Regions from separate parts of the Danio rerio genome. Here regions 2 and 3 are each linked to region 1. A link is a contact called in public HiCAR-type data. All regions are on one chromosome and are shown on one strand. The core of a region is the stretch at or near the end of the contact, and the rest is flanking DNA. Distances in the headings are between cores, read along the strand shown.

Region 1 (4,908 bases), core at 1,605-4,104:
AGACATGGCTATATTGAGTCTCGACAATTATGTAAATGCAATGTTTGTATTTATAGGTCTAAGCCACAGCTTTCTGGCATGGCAAAGTTGCAGCTGGGAAAGATTGCAGTTTCCCTCAAGACCCATAACATGGGGGACAGGATTATAAAGACATAGACACAAACGTTTATATCGCAATTTAAGTTTAATATGTACAATATATACAGTGTATAAATTATGTACATAAAATGCTTTGGTCCAGAACAACTCACATAGCCCTTATCATGTCATCCAAACATGGGACAGTCTGCAATTCAACGTTAACAGCATACAAATTGCGTTTAAAAAAAACGAAACCATAAGACCCTGATTTTTAAAAATAAAAACGTTTATGTCGATAAATGCACAAATTACTTAAAACATTCAGTTAACGCCCCTTTTGTTAACTTTTAAGGCAGTTTTGAAAGAGGAAAACATTGTCTTACAAAGCTTATTTAGTTTCTTGACACAATAGCATACATTTGTCGTTAAAAAAAACGCCAGTATTCGTGGCACTCGTGAGATGTATACGCATATTAAAAGGCACTGTCGTGATGTCCGCAGCACATCATGTTAACTTAAAGCACATTATACTGTCTGATTCCAGTTCCGTCTTGAGGTTTAGGTCCAGCCTATAGTATGAGTTGAACTTGCTCTTTGGAAACGAAAAATATAGTTTGTTTCTGTAAATTCTGTAAAGAATTGAAGTGTAGAACCAGCTACAAGCAATAGGTCAAGTCAGTTCATGTTTCCCCTTCACCATACTTTAAATAAGAGGGGGGGGGGGGGGGGGGGGGGGGTACAGACAATGTTCACTGTTCAGTGCGTTTAGTCCACATTTTCCAGAGTCCGTTCCTACATATGACGTTTCATATGAAGGGCGAGATGGTCGGACCTGGAGAAGGCACGTTCGCACAGGTGGCACTGGAAGGGTCGGTGTCCGGTGTGCTTGCGGAAGTGACGGGTCAATTCATCAGAACGGGCGAACTTCCACCCACAGCCTTCCCAACTGCAATGATAGGGCTTCTCGCCTATGAAAGAAGAGAGGATTCATTAAAATCTGTCCAGTTTTAGATTAATTATAACTTAATTATGATAGATCTTACGAAAACACAAAACAAGTGGCGTTTATTTACCTGTGTGTGTTCTGTGATGAGCCTTCAAGTGAGAACTTTTTGTGTAAGTTTTGCCACATCCAGAAAAAGTGCAAGTGTGAGTCGCCGTGCGTTTCCTCGGCCACGTGCGGCGCCCCCTCTTTGGTTTGGCGTCCAGCTCTAGAGGAGATGAGGGTGGTGTCAGAAGTACTCTTTGGTTGGCGTTGGGCATTGCAAGCCCATCGTCGCACATGCTGAAGTGATGTGTGCTTTGGTAAGGCAGCTGCATCTGTGGAGGTGCTGCGTGGGGAAATCCTGTGTTGCCTTGATAGCTCTGGCTGAACGTTAAGGCATGGCACATCTGCGAGTGTGACTGACAGTCTGTGTTGATGAGCTCCGCAGGGCTCTGTGGGGGAGTCATGCTGCCTGCTCCCTGGGGAGAGTTGGCTAGTCTTGGCTGCTCATAGGATCTCATGCATGCACCGTTGCCCTCTTGTTTGACTTTGGGAACCATTCCTCGTACAGGTCCGTAACTATCCATGCAGGGCTCCACTTTGATACACTCCGAAATGTCCTGAGTGGGGAAAGCAGGCCTGACTAGGAATCTTCCCTGGAGAGACGGTTGGCAGTAGGTGTCAATGTCAGACTGCAGAAGCTCTGCCATGAGGCTGGTGGTGTACGGTGGAGGTGGTGATGGGTTGATCTCAGGCACCGAGTATGTAGTCGGGTTGTACATGTTTCTGGACTCTTGCATTCTGTAGTCGCCTGCCATGCCGAGTCCGAGATTGTCAGAACCTGCAGTGTTGGCCAGTATAAACTCCAGATCCAGGTACTTGTCAAGATCTTCGTCGTCTGTTATTCTGTTGAGGTTGTCCATGTTAGATAGGTCAGCTATGCAGCTGAGATGCATGGACCTGTCCAGTTCATCCTTCCACCTCTGCAATGAAACAGGTTGATTTCGATTAGTTTTGATTTTAAACATTTTAAGAGCACAAAAAAGTTAATAGTATGCTTTATAAATGTGTTTGCAGTACACAAATAGGCTACTATTCGAAATAAAACACTGTTTTAGCTTATATTGTAATGTGTTAATAGAATATAGATTGAAAAAAGTATTGGTTTATCGATCGAGTGGCTGTTGCTATAGTTACAAACTCGCTATTTAGTTAAAAACATAAACAAACATTCCTCACGCTGGCTAACTTTATTCAAGTTAGCTAACTTGTTTTAAAAAAGAAAAACGTTTGTAGAAATTACAGCGTAAATATGAACAAAAGCAGATTTAATATAGCATGAAACCACTTAGACATAACAATGACGTGAAAATAAATAAATAGAAAACAATACTCACGTTCTCCCAGCATTTTTCCTTCTGCGCCGAAAATGTGGAAATAGACGGTAAAATCGTTCCACTCAAAGCCATTTCCAGTCGTCCCAGTTAAGGTAAAACAAACTTTAAAGATCGGGGATTTGTTGCAATCCCTCGGAGAAACTTTGGTTGTAGTGCACTACAACTCTGCTCTGCTCTTTACACTATGTTTAACACTCATGCAGAAAGTATGAGTGGTGGAAGACCTTTATCTTATAAATATCACGGCAGCGCAAGCTGGACCAATTATAAGAAGCGGAGGAAATACGCACTATCCGTCCCTAATTTTAGCCCCGGTATATAGCTGCTGCTCTCCGGCGTGTGCGCCTTTCGTCTTGGATGTTGAGAGCGCACGGGCTCTTCTTTAAATCACCGAGTCACTCCACGCCCCCTCGGTAAAACGAGTTAAACGAGTACAACATGATGCGAGAGAAATCCCTCCTCTCTCTCTCTATCTCCCTCTCCCTCTCTGATTCTCTCTCCCTCTCTTGTCTTTGCAAAAAAAAAAAAAAAAAAAAAAAAAAAAACTCGAATGGGAGAAAAACACACACCATTAACACGTTGTTCAAAGATGAAAAGTGTCGATACCAGCAGCTGTGAGCCCTCGAGACTCGTGCAACAAAGGGGATTACTGCATTTTAATAACGTAGAATGTGCTGTAAGATAACAGATTATGCATTTGGTCTAGAGTAAAACTTGAGTTATTCCAGTTTATCATGCACTGTAAGAAAATATTAGTTGCCTTAAATTGTTAAGCTGAATCAAATTAACCTTGTGAGTCCATTGAACTATGTTACTCCCATAACTTAAAACATGATTAACTTAGTTTCATAAGTCATGACTAATTGATCATATTATTTTTACAGTGTGCTTGTATTTTACTCCACACATTTACAAGTAAAAAATCAACAAAAAGTTAATGAAAGCATGATATTTTTCTCAGCTTTTTCAGTGTTTTAAAAATACTTTATTTAAGATTATGTAATAATCAAACAATGTGAGAAATCAACATTTTAGTTTGATGACTTATCAAGGGATCTCTTCAACATTTCTTAATATATATATATTTCTATTGATTATTACTGTAATGCAAACAGGTTGAAATCTGCAGTTTGACCACTAAAATGATGATTTTTGTAAATGTTTTTAATTTTTTTCACTTTCAGAGTAAGTAAAGTAATTTTACTGACATTTAGTAAGAATATGTTATTGAAATATGTAAATTACAGCATAAAAACAGGTTAATTTGCTGCTAGTATTTAATTTAGTTTTAATATGAATTTATATTTCTCTTTCTTTTCCTTTTTATTTAGCATTTTATTCAATAAATAGCTTCAAATGACTAAAAATGTCCCTTTGTTAAACTTCCTAATTAAATTTTAATCATTAAAAGTTGTTGAAGTTGAGATAAAATCTTCATAATGCATTTTAAAGACACTAGTAAATCAGAAAAATATGTGAAGCTTTTTCTTTTTTACAGTGATATAATTATGTTCTTTCATGCAAAGTAGAATAAAACAGTTCTGGTTATGTGCCTATGTGTACAGTGGCATGTACAAATGTTTACATGAAGTCAACAAAATCTGCCTTTATATACAGTTGAAGTCAGAATTATTAGCCTCCCTGTTTATTTCCTCCCTAATTCCCGTTTAACGGAGAGATTATTTTATCAACACACTCTAAACATAATAGTTTGTTCTGTGGACTATCGAAAATATGGCTTAAAGGGGCTAATAATTTTGACCTTAAAATGGTGTTAAAAAATTAAAAACTGCTTTCATTCTAGCCGAAATAAAACAAATAAGACTTTCTCCAGAAGAAAAAACATTATCAGATGTACTGTGAACATTTCCTTGCTCTGTTAAACATCATTTGGGAAATATTTAAAAAGAAAAAAAATTCAAAGGGGGGGCTAATACTTCTGACTTCAACTGAATATAGTTTACTACTTTATGTAAAATACACTAACAAGTTTTTTTTTAGAATTATTATAGTCCCAAAAGTCAGTTATTTAAAGTCTTTAAAGTCATGATGTAAGCAAGAGTCTTGCACCTGCAGCCCAAGCCACAACTTTATCAAATTTGCATGTCACTAGACCGAAACATTAACAATAACACAACACTCTCTCGCAGGCTCCAAATGTATATGTAGTATCAAGCTCTAAACAAAACACGCGCCATTAAGCTCTTAAAACCTTTTCATTTGCAAATCGAGCCGGGGAGCCTGGGATTTCTCCCCCAAGTTGCAGGTATCAGGGGCAATTACCTGTACCAGTCTATGAATAGTTATTTCTAGCTTCCAGCAAATCGTGAGGTCCAGCCAACACAAAACACAACAAAAGCTAAAGAAAACCTAAAATGGTGGTTTGTGTGAAATTACATCACTTCTCTATTTTTGTGTGGTGAAAAATAACACGCAAATGGTGAG
Region 2 (4,908 bases), core at 1,280-3,779, 160 kb after region 1:
CTGTTGTGCACCTGATGCTGAGCAAAGGCAGCATCTGGTTTGCATGATTGTTTTCGAGCTACTGTAGACCTAAATAATAATAATAATATTATTATTATTAAGAATAATAATAATAATTAATATTGTTCACTTACTGTTTTTTTATTGTTTAGTTTTTTTAAATAGTTAATAACAGGACCAGAATAAAAACACATTGGGCTCAGTTGCTACAACAAAGGGTACTATTTTAAAAATTGTTTTATTTCCTCCTATTGATTTTGATTCGGCTATATATATATATATATATATATATATATATATATATATATATATATATATATATATATACATAACTAAACAATAAAAAACAGTAAGTGAACAATATTAACGCTGAATATTTTAAATAAGTGGGTTTAAAAAAATACAATAGGATCGGTGGCTGTGCACTAGCAACATCTCAGGTATAGCCAACTCATTTAAGAGCTGAACTAAAAGAAGTTAAAGGGCAATACAATACGGTCAGCCGCAATGCCTACTTTACATTTGTTTTCTCACACAACAAGACTTGAGACTTTCTAAAACATTGGATTAATGAACAAATTTTCAAAGGAACTAATCAAACACATACTTATAATTCGTAATAAATAATGTGTTGTAGTTCAGACTAACAGATATAAGCTTGCTGTCTGTGCGTTGTGCTAATAATAAACTTGACATTTTCTCTTTGTGACCAATATATGTTATACAGCGGGCCCAGTTCCATATTGCACATATAAATATTGTATATAGGCTACTATTAGGTGCTGCCAACAATTTTTATTTTTTATTTTTATACTGCATTTTATTTTATGCATTTACTATTGTATGAAATAATAAAAAGGTGAAGTCCGCTCGTAAAGCGTGTCTTGCGCACAGAAATTCATACATTCTGAATTAAGTTCTCTTTAACCTAATTCTGCTTAAATTGTAGAAAATCTTTAAAATGACAGGACTTTAATCAAGCCTTTTTCAACTGGAGAATTACAGTTATTAATAGCGTAGTCCTTATTAATGATCAGTTTATAAAATACATCATTTACAGATCTACTGAAAAATAAGATGAATATTTAATAACTATAATATTTTTATACCTTACAGCTTAACAGTGCGTGCGTATTATCAAAGATGTAGTCATTGATGTAAGCCTGCTAACTGATCAAATGACAGAATATGTAAACTTAGTTTATATATATATATTGTAACGAGCGCACACATGCCACGTCGCCCTAATCACTAATCCAACCCAGCTGGACCATCATCAACACAGGATCGCTCACAGCTGGACGTCATCAACCGGAGAGGCATATAAACCAAGCCCACGCCAGGAAAAGACGAGCTTCATTCACCCTATGACTCCATGCGCTAATGCTTGTCTCGCTGTCTCTCCACAGCAGACTCCAGCTCGTGACGATCCCACATCCGACTACTCACTGTCCTTCACCTACTTCCCGGAGCACCAGAGCACCTCATCACGAAGAAGAGCACCGTTTGCACACCTCTCACTTTGTAAATAAAGCACCCTCCGGGGACTTGTCTGTAAAACTATCCAACTGTGTCGTTGTTTTCCCTCTGCCTCGCTACAATATATATATAATTAAATAATAATAATAGTTAAAAGCCTGGGTGCTGGTCCACTGAGGGCTCTTATTTTGAGGGCTACGTCAAGAGCTCAGATTTGGTTAACCAATCAAAGGAAAGTTGGCATTTCAGCACCGCCTACACGTGTATAATGAATTTTAAAGTCGTTTATCCATTTTCCTACCCTAAGATTAAAAAATGAAAATGGAGCCAAAATCTCGTTTTTTGTGACCAAATGAAAAATGAAGACTGTTTTTATAGCCGTTTTTCATTATATACATATATAGGCAGGCAGGGTGGCTGGCTGGCTGCCTGCCTGCCTGCCTGTCTGTATATATATATAACTAAAACAAAATCAATAGGAGGAAATATGGCTGGCTGGCATAAACAAAAATATATTTTAAAGTTAGTGAATAGCTAGAGTCACCATATTAACCTCCTGCTGAACCTGCTGGTAAATTTGACCAAACTCTTGAGCACAAGTGCGCTGGTGGAGCTCCATGAGGAGAGCATGACCAGCCAGTTGTATTCAAGGCAATTTTGAGCACTGTATCTGGTATGAACCTAACTAATATGCCCAATTTATAATAGAAATGGTCCTGAAGATTATATTCATGATGGTAAATCAATGTAAACAGAAACGTTTTCTGCAGAGAAAAAGAAAGTGATCGCGTTAAACTCTGAGCTACCTGGCTGGTGACGCAGCAAGTGTTGCAAACCCACCGGTCAGTTTAAGGGCTGTTTGAAGCGCTTCTTTGAGGAAACACTGCTGCAAATGTCTATGACGGAAACAAGTAGACACAAAAGAATACACATTTCATGAATTAAAAATGTAATTCCTCTGGATGAGAGTGCGAGGACACGCGCCAGACTAAGATAGTGAGCGCGCTAACGGGGACGCATAACCAGCGTAGAACTCCATGAGGAGGGCGTGACCAGCCAGTTGTAATCGAGCCACTTTTGAGAACTTTATCTGGAATGAACCTGACTAATATCCCCGATTTATAATAGAAAAGGTCCTGAAGATCATAATTATGATGGTAAATCAATATATAAAGCTGCAGAGAAAAAAAAGCGATCGCTTTAAATTCCGAGCTAACTGGCTGGTGGTGACTGCAAGGTGATTAGCGTCGATAACCCACCAGTCTGTTTAGGGTCATTTGAAAACCTTGTTTGGAATAAATTTTCTGCAAATATAAGGTATGTAAACCAGAATACCATAAAGACTATATGTTTCATAAATGAATCATTTGATCACCCAAAAAGAGTGCAAATTAGACACCACACTTATAAGGCTTAAGCGCTGTTAAACTGAGCTGCTTGCGTAGGCGTTAGTACCAGCCAGTTGTATTGACAGCTATTTGAGCGCTGTATCTGTGATTAGCTTGTTTAATGAGCCCAATGCCTAAATGAAAAGCTCTATTATATTTCTTTCAGAGAAATTGAAAGCAAGGGAAGGAAACTTAGACCTTACCACATTTTGTAGATTTGAGGACACTTTATTTGTAATAAACATTCCGAAATGTCCCATCATTAAGAATAAATCCGTAAAAATGTTCATATTGTTTATTGTTAAAACATTTGATGGAATGAAAGGTCATATGACTTGCCAGTTGCCAACTGCCACCAAGTAGCCACTGGTAGGACACCTTACCCACCAGCCAGTTGTTAATGGCGACCAAATAGCCACTGGTAGGACACCTGACCCACCAGCCAGTTGTTAATGGCGACCAAGCAGCCACTGGTAGAACACCTGACCCACCAGCCAGTTGTTAATGGCCACCAAGCAGCCACTGGTAGAACACCTGACCCACCAGCCAGTTGTTAATGGCCACCAAGCAACCACTTGTAGGACACCTGACCCACCAGCCAGTTTGTTAATGGTCACCAAGCAACCACTGGTAGGACACCTGACCCACCAGCCAGTTTGTTAATGGTCACCAAGCAGTCACTGGTAGGACACCTGACCCACCAGCCAGTTGTTAAAGGCCACCAACCAGGCTCTGGCTGCCAGTTGCCAACTGTCTGGCAAAATGTGGCTGCCACTGGCTGGTCATGCTACCCGACAGTTGGACACTGGCGGCTGCCATCAGCCAGTGTCAGGTCACATGACCCGCCACTGGCGGCTCCTGCCAGCCAGTTGAAGATTGAACCCCTTGAACTTTGGTTCATTCAACCTTAAACCAACACCGCCCTCTGCTGGTAATGATATGAGTTGGTAATAACATTCTTAGTGTTCTGTAGCAGATTACAATAACATCATAATTATTTCAATTAAAATGCATATTATACCATTGTTATAGTGCATTATATATGTCACTATTATAGATGTCATCATTCATATATATATATATATATATATATATATATATATATATATATATATATATATATATATATATATATATATATATATATATATATATATATGTATATATATATATATATATATATATATATATATATATATATATATATATATGTATATATATATATATATATATATATATATATATATATATATATATATATATATATATATATATATATATATATATGTGGTCCCCACAATGGAATGAACCGCCAACGTATCCATCATATGTTTAACGCAGTGGATGCCCTTCCAGCAACAACCCATCACTGGGAAACTGCATATATATATATATATATATATATATATATATATATATATATATATATATATATATATATATATATATAACGACGCAATGGGTAGTACTGTTGCCTAACAGCAAGAAGGTCACTGGTTTGAGCCTCGGCTGGGTCAGTTGCCGTTTCTGTATGGAGTTTGCATGTTCTCCCTGCATTTACAAATGTTTCCTTTGGGTGCTCCGGTTTTACCCACAGGTTAAAGACTTGTGGTGCAGGTGAATTGGGTAGGCTAAATTGTCTGTAGTTTATGTGTGTAAATGAGTGTGTGTGGATGTTTCCCGGAGATGGTTTGCGGCTGGAAGGGCATCCGCTGTGTAAAAACGTGCTGGATAAGTTGGTGGTTCATTACGCAGTGGCGACCCCGGAATAATAAAGGAACTAAGCTGAAAAGAAAATGAATGAATGACTATATATATTTTTTTTCAATATATATATATATATATATATATATATAGTTAAAGTCAGAATTACTAGCCCCCTTTAAATTTTTTTTTTCTTTTTTAAATATTTCCCAAATGATGTTTAACAGAGCGAGGAAATTTTTACAGTATGTCTGATAAAAAATTTTTCTTCTTCAAAAAGTTTTATTTCTGCTGGAATAAAAGTAGTTTTTAATTTTTTAAACACCATTTTAGGGAC
Region 3 (4,908 bases), core at 916-3,415, 130 kb after region 1:
CTGGGTGATTGTTAGATGGTTTATAAGGAGGTAGTTTTTACTAGCATGTTTCTATGCTAGGGATGTCTTTGGTGTTTTTACTAGCATGTTTCTAGAGCAGAGTGCCCAAAGTAGGGCTCGTGGGCCAAAGTTGGCCCATTTTAACCTTTGGTTTGACCCAGCATCCCATCTGAGGGGAGAGTGAGAATGATAAACAGGGTTGGGGCAAATGCCATACCTGTCTACCATCCCGTTTTTCCCGGGATTCTCCCGTATTTTACTGTTCTATCCCGCTATCATTCCTTAAAGGTGTTTTCCCGTATTTCTCCCGTATTTTCAGTCTTTCTCTGAAGAGCCGAGCCTCCCTATAGGGAACCCATACCGCCAAACCACCAGGGGTCGCCCCTTGCTCTAAAACAAGAGTCTTCTGTGCTTTCGCTTTGTTCAGGAATGAAAACACTTACAAATAAATATTCAAAACGGCAAGGCTTCTTAAAAACGGCGCGATTCCATTTCCTTTTGATACAGGTGCCGTTGACCATCCTATACAATCCTCAAAACAGTCGTATAATATTACATGACTGTCAGTTGGCGTGCTCCATAGTAATAAACAGCTGTTTCCCTAACGGATTCTGCACACGCGATTTGAAGCTGAGAGAAAGTTTGGCGCGTGTTTAAACAGACATACACACATACTTAATAATAATAACATATAAGGATGTCGATCTTGGTGTTTTTTTTTTCCAAACACAACTTAAATGAGCATAAAAAGTTAGGAAAGCAGTCAAATGCTTTTCATTTTAACGTTAGATTTGTGCATTTTAAAAGTGACACCTCTTATTTAATGTAGTAAAAAAATCTTAATAAATGAGAGATTCATTCGTTGCTCTTTAATCAGAATGTAGTAATTTGGGGAATCTTTTTTTTGGGGGTGGGGGGGATCCCTTATTATGGTGGGCATATCCCTTATTTTCACATCCCAATGTTGACAGGTATGGCCTTTAACACAAAGATTGTTAATTCTAATTTGACATAACATTTTTTATTAGTATGAGGTCCCTTTCACCGCTGCTTGCAGCTTTAATTTATTAGTTTAATTGCTGAGCTGCTAAAAAGCTCACTGAAATGTCATTTTTTTAATTAAATGTTGTAAATAAATCAGATTTTTTTTTAAAATGTAAATACTGTCACTTGACGGATAGAGGACTATGCAGAAGACTTCGGCGAGCAAATCAAGGCAAAAACTAGTGTAATTCTGTTATAACTTAGATTTTTACTGTAAATAAGTTCATTGTAAAATGTAAAAAAAAACCTGTTAATATAAAGCAATGTTTTCTAGTCATTTTTAAATAGTATTAAATAAATTAGGAAATTACCCATGGCAACTATATTTACCTTGATCCCACTAGTCTCAATCAAGTTTGGTTTTTGACCCTTCATAAGAAAAAGATTGGGCATCCCTGTTCTATAGTCTTCTGCATGTTGACTATGTGACTATATTTATTTAGCACAATCCGTTGCTTTAATTAGTTGTCCTAAAAGTGTCCTTTGTAGCACACTGCATTTTAAAACCACCTTAAATTCAAGCTTGCATAGATATAAATGTAAATGTTCACATATTTGCTTGTTGTGTGTTTCAGACACCAAAATTTAATGACACTATTAAAATGAATTGTTTTAATGTGCAAATAAGCTTATGTTATCTTCTTAATTGATGCAATGTTCTCTTTTTCACAGGATTTGCAGTCACCTGAGGTGAAAAAGTCAGAGTTTGATGACGCAACTTTGTCTGAGAATGCATCATTAGCACCGTGACACATCGAATGCAGTTGATGATCACAAAGCCGTCATCTCACTGTCATGATACCAGTAAGTAAACCTGTAAAAGCCTGAGGGCATAGCAATCTCGGGGCATGCATGCAGAGATGTATTTCCCAGCAATACGCTCCAGGCTAATGTCCCAGATCAGGCAAAATTCTAAGCAGTCTTTTTACAATACATTAGAAAGTCACACACACACATACACGTCATATATGAAGTATTTAAATAGGATCTGTTTAAAATCTCTTCACCAGCCCAGCACTCCATAAAACTAAGGCCTTTCTGCTTATTACTTCTATATGTTAGTGGCTGCCATCCAATGGTCCCACATCAGTCAATACCACTATGCTGCTCTCGCTGAGGAATGACTGACTGTTCACGTCACAAAACCAGGTGTGCTCACACGCAAGGGTTTCCCTGAAAAAAAAAAGATGGTTGCTAGGCAGTAACGTCAGACAATAACAAACAGCAGGAGTCCCATGCACGCAACACCTATAGAGAGCCGAGAGGCACTTAATGTCCTGTGCAACTCAATACGCGAGTAATTGTATGGCATAAAAAGTAAACACGGGCCACGAGAAATTCCAGCACGTGCATAATTGGGATATTATTAACCTTTTTTTGGTTTCACAAACAGACTTGTGTTTTCTATAGAGAAAGGTTACGTCAACTAACCCAAATTATCTATACTAACAAAAACACTGAAAGCTGATAACTGCGAAAATTTTGTAGGAGTTTGAAATCTGGCTTTACGTTTAATTAATTAGTATCTCTCAACATTGGGTATTTAATTGCATAATCATTTCCTTTATTTTGACTTTTAGATTGTTTTCTAAGGGTTACGTCAATAAGCCCAAATTCTATGCTAACAAAAATATTGAAAGCTGATAACTGCAAATGTTGTTGATTTTGGAAGATTACGGAATTTGGCATTACGTTAAGGTTTCTTAGTACCTCAACTTCAGTTGTGTAATTGCATATTAATTTTCTTTATTGATTGTTTTCCAAAAATAAGGTATTCTATATGACAGGCTTACGTCAATAATAGCTCAAATTACATGTGTAAGAAAAGAAAGCTGATAACTCATTTAGTGTGATTACGAAATGTGTCACTACTTTGAACGTATTAGTATTTCTCAACATTCGCTATATAATTAAATAACTATTCCCTTTGATTGATTGCTTTCTAAAACCATTGTTTGCTATAGAGTTGGATTACATCAACCTAAAAACCTACTCTAGCTTGTATTTTTCTTACAATAGTATTTTAGTTGCATATGAATATTGCACTCTTTATGATGAATCGCTTAATGCCTTCCTTATTTTTAAATCACTTTTGGTGAAAGTGTTCGCTAAATTCACATTGTTTTCTGACTGGGTTACAGAAACTAGCCCAAAACAAAAATACTGATGACTATCACTGACAACTCTAAAGGTTTGTGTGAGATTTGTTGGTATATTTAATTCATTTATAGGCTATCACTGAACATTGACTCTGTTATTGCACAATAATTTAATGTATTTTTAAATTTAACTGTTTTTATAGGGCAGTATAGGACAAGTTATATGCTAACAAATATAACGAAAGCTGATAACTACAGGTGTAGTTGCATGATTTGTATATGATTATATCAATTTATCATTTAGCTCAAAGGCTTATGTGTTGCTAACACACTTGTAAAGGAACATTATTAATGTTAGCTTACAAAGTTGTGTTTCACTAAACTCCAATTCATAGTATAAACAAAAAATAAGCAAACCCATTCTGCTTTGCTTAAGCATATCCATTTGCTTGCTCTACGCTAGGAAAACCATAATTTAGGCTTTATTTATTCAGTGCATTCAGTGTTTTCCTTCACATAAACATTTTTCTTGGGATCTAATGTGTCTTCTTGAAAAGCTAATCTTGCCGCTAGCTGCGTGTCACCATCCAGAATTGGAGGGAGATTTCAAGTAGTATGTGGGGAACAGCGACCTCTACAGTATTGTTTTAGTTATGACACGTTATTCCAGAAACGTTTTTTTTGTTTTGTTTTTTGCATTTAGCTTCCTAGATATATTGGACATAGTAAACAAATCCTAAACATTTAAGGCTAAGTAATGCTAACACTTGTTTACAACCAAAAAACCAAGACAAAATGCCATTGTCTTATATGTGGAGTTGGGAAACCGAACATGTCTCACCGTAATCCCCTCATTACTCCAAGTATCAGACAAGGCGTTTACCAAAAGCTCTTCATCCTGTCTCTCTTGTGAAGAAACATGGCTATCTGTGCATGAGCGCTAAAGCCGCATTGACCACAAGCACCTCACATACCGAAGTGAGCCGCTGAGATTAGATAACCACACAATACTTGGGGGAAACGTCTGCTTGACAAAGTTCTGCTCAAACAATCATAATACCAGTATCAGACAGGCAAACACTGGGTCCTGACTTCTGAGATTTCTTCAGCGCTGCTCCTCCAGGAACATTTCCACAAGTTCAAAGCGTCAAGTGCAACTTTGGGTGTTTTAAACCGATAGGTCAATGACCCTTCTGCTGTGTATGTCCAGTTATGAAAAAAAGTTTGAGTATTAGTTTTTTGTTTTATTTAAGAAAATAAATAAAACAGACCTATCATTTCCCCCCGAAAATGATAGCCCTACAAAAAATCCAGCTTAAACCAGCCTAGGCTGGTTGGCTGGTTTTAGCTGGCTGACCAGCCTGGTTTTAAAGGGGTTTTGGCCTTTTCCAGGTTGGTTTCCAGCCATTTCCAGCCTGATCTTAAAACCAGCTTGACCAGCCTAGCCAGGTTGAAAGTCCAGCCAAAACCAGCTATGTCCAGCTAAATCCAGCTTGATCAGCCAGGTTTAAGCTGGATTTAGCTGGTCATTTTCCAGCCTCACCAGCTAAGACCAGGCTGGAAATGGCAGGAAACCAGCCTGGAAATGGCCAAAACCCCTCTAAAACCAGGCTGGTCAACCAGCTAAAACCAGCCAACCAGCCTAGGCTGGTTTAAGCTGGATTTTTCAGCAGGGCTAGGTCATCAGAATAACAAATGTTTTCATTTCTGGTTATAAAAAAAACAAAGTTATTGAACCAAATATTGATTTATTAACCCTTTTGAA

The links. HiCAR-type assays count read pairs that join an accessible place to other places.
Region 2: a contact with region 1 is called in a HiCAR-type map of caudal fin, with 5 times the contacts expected there. The contact joins the promoter of LOC101882550 here to the promoter of klf2a in region 1. A contact is called at or near these places in 1 of 18 Hi-C or Micro-C datasets (caudal fin) and 2 of 4 datasets of contacts at active chromatin or transcription factors (caudal fin and embryo).
Region 3: a contact with region 1 is called in a HiCAR-type map of caudal fin, with 9 times the contacts expected there. The contact joins the enhancer-like site here to the promoter of klf2a in region 1. A contact is called at or near these places in 7 of 18 Hi-C or Micro-C datasets (caudal fin, embryo, fibroblasts and 2 more) and 3 of 4 datasets of contacts at active chromatin or transcription factors (caudal fin, embryo and gastrula embryo).

Annotation. Positions count from the first base shown.
Region 1 is chr22:15,616,507-15,621,414 of GRCz12tu, reverse strand. It overlaps klf2a (Kruppel like factor 2a), which reads right to left and starts at 2,854. Exons shown (of 3, transcript NM_131856.3): 1 at 2,464-2,854; 2 at 1,155-2,049; 3 at 166-1,049. The coding sequence starts at 2,535. The coding sequence ends at 874.
Region 2 is chr22:15,455,983-15,460,890 of GRCz12tu, reverse strand. It overlaps LOC101882550 (natterin-3-like), which reads right to left and starts at 2,529. Exons shown (of 3, transcript XM_021473444.3): 1 at 2,286-2,529. All of the region lies in intron 6 of LOC137488916 (a long non-coding RNA gene), which reads left to right.
Region 3 is chr22:15,485,643-15,490,550 of GRCz12tu, reverse strand. LOC137488916 (a long non-coding RNA gene) reads left to right here. Exons shown (of 7, transcript XR_012397528.1): 5 at 1,717-1,848. Among named protein-coding and RNA genes, the nearest start is that of fam32a, 48 kb to the right of the region's middle. Within about 2 kb of position 2,165, at least 5 of the 62 cell types and tissues checked have an H3K27ac peak or open chromatin away from gene starts, as enhancers often do. A contact at or near this core is called in caudal fin, where this site is marked.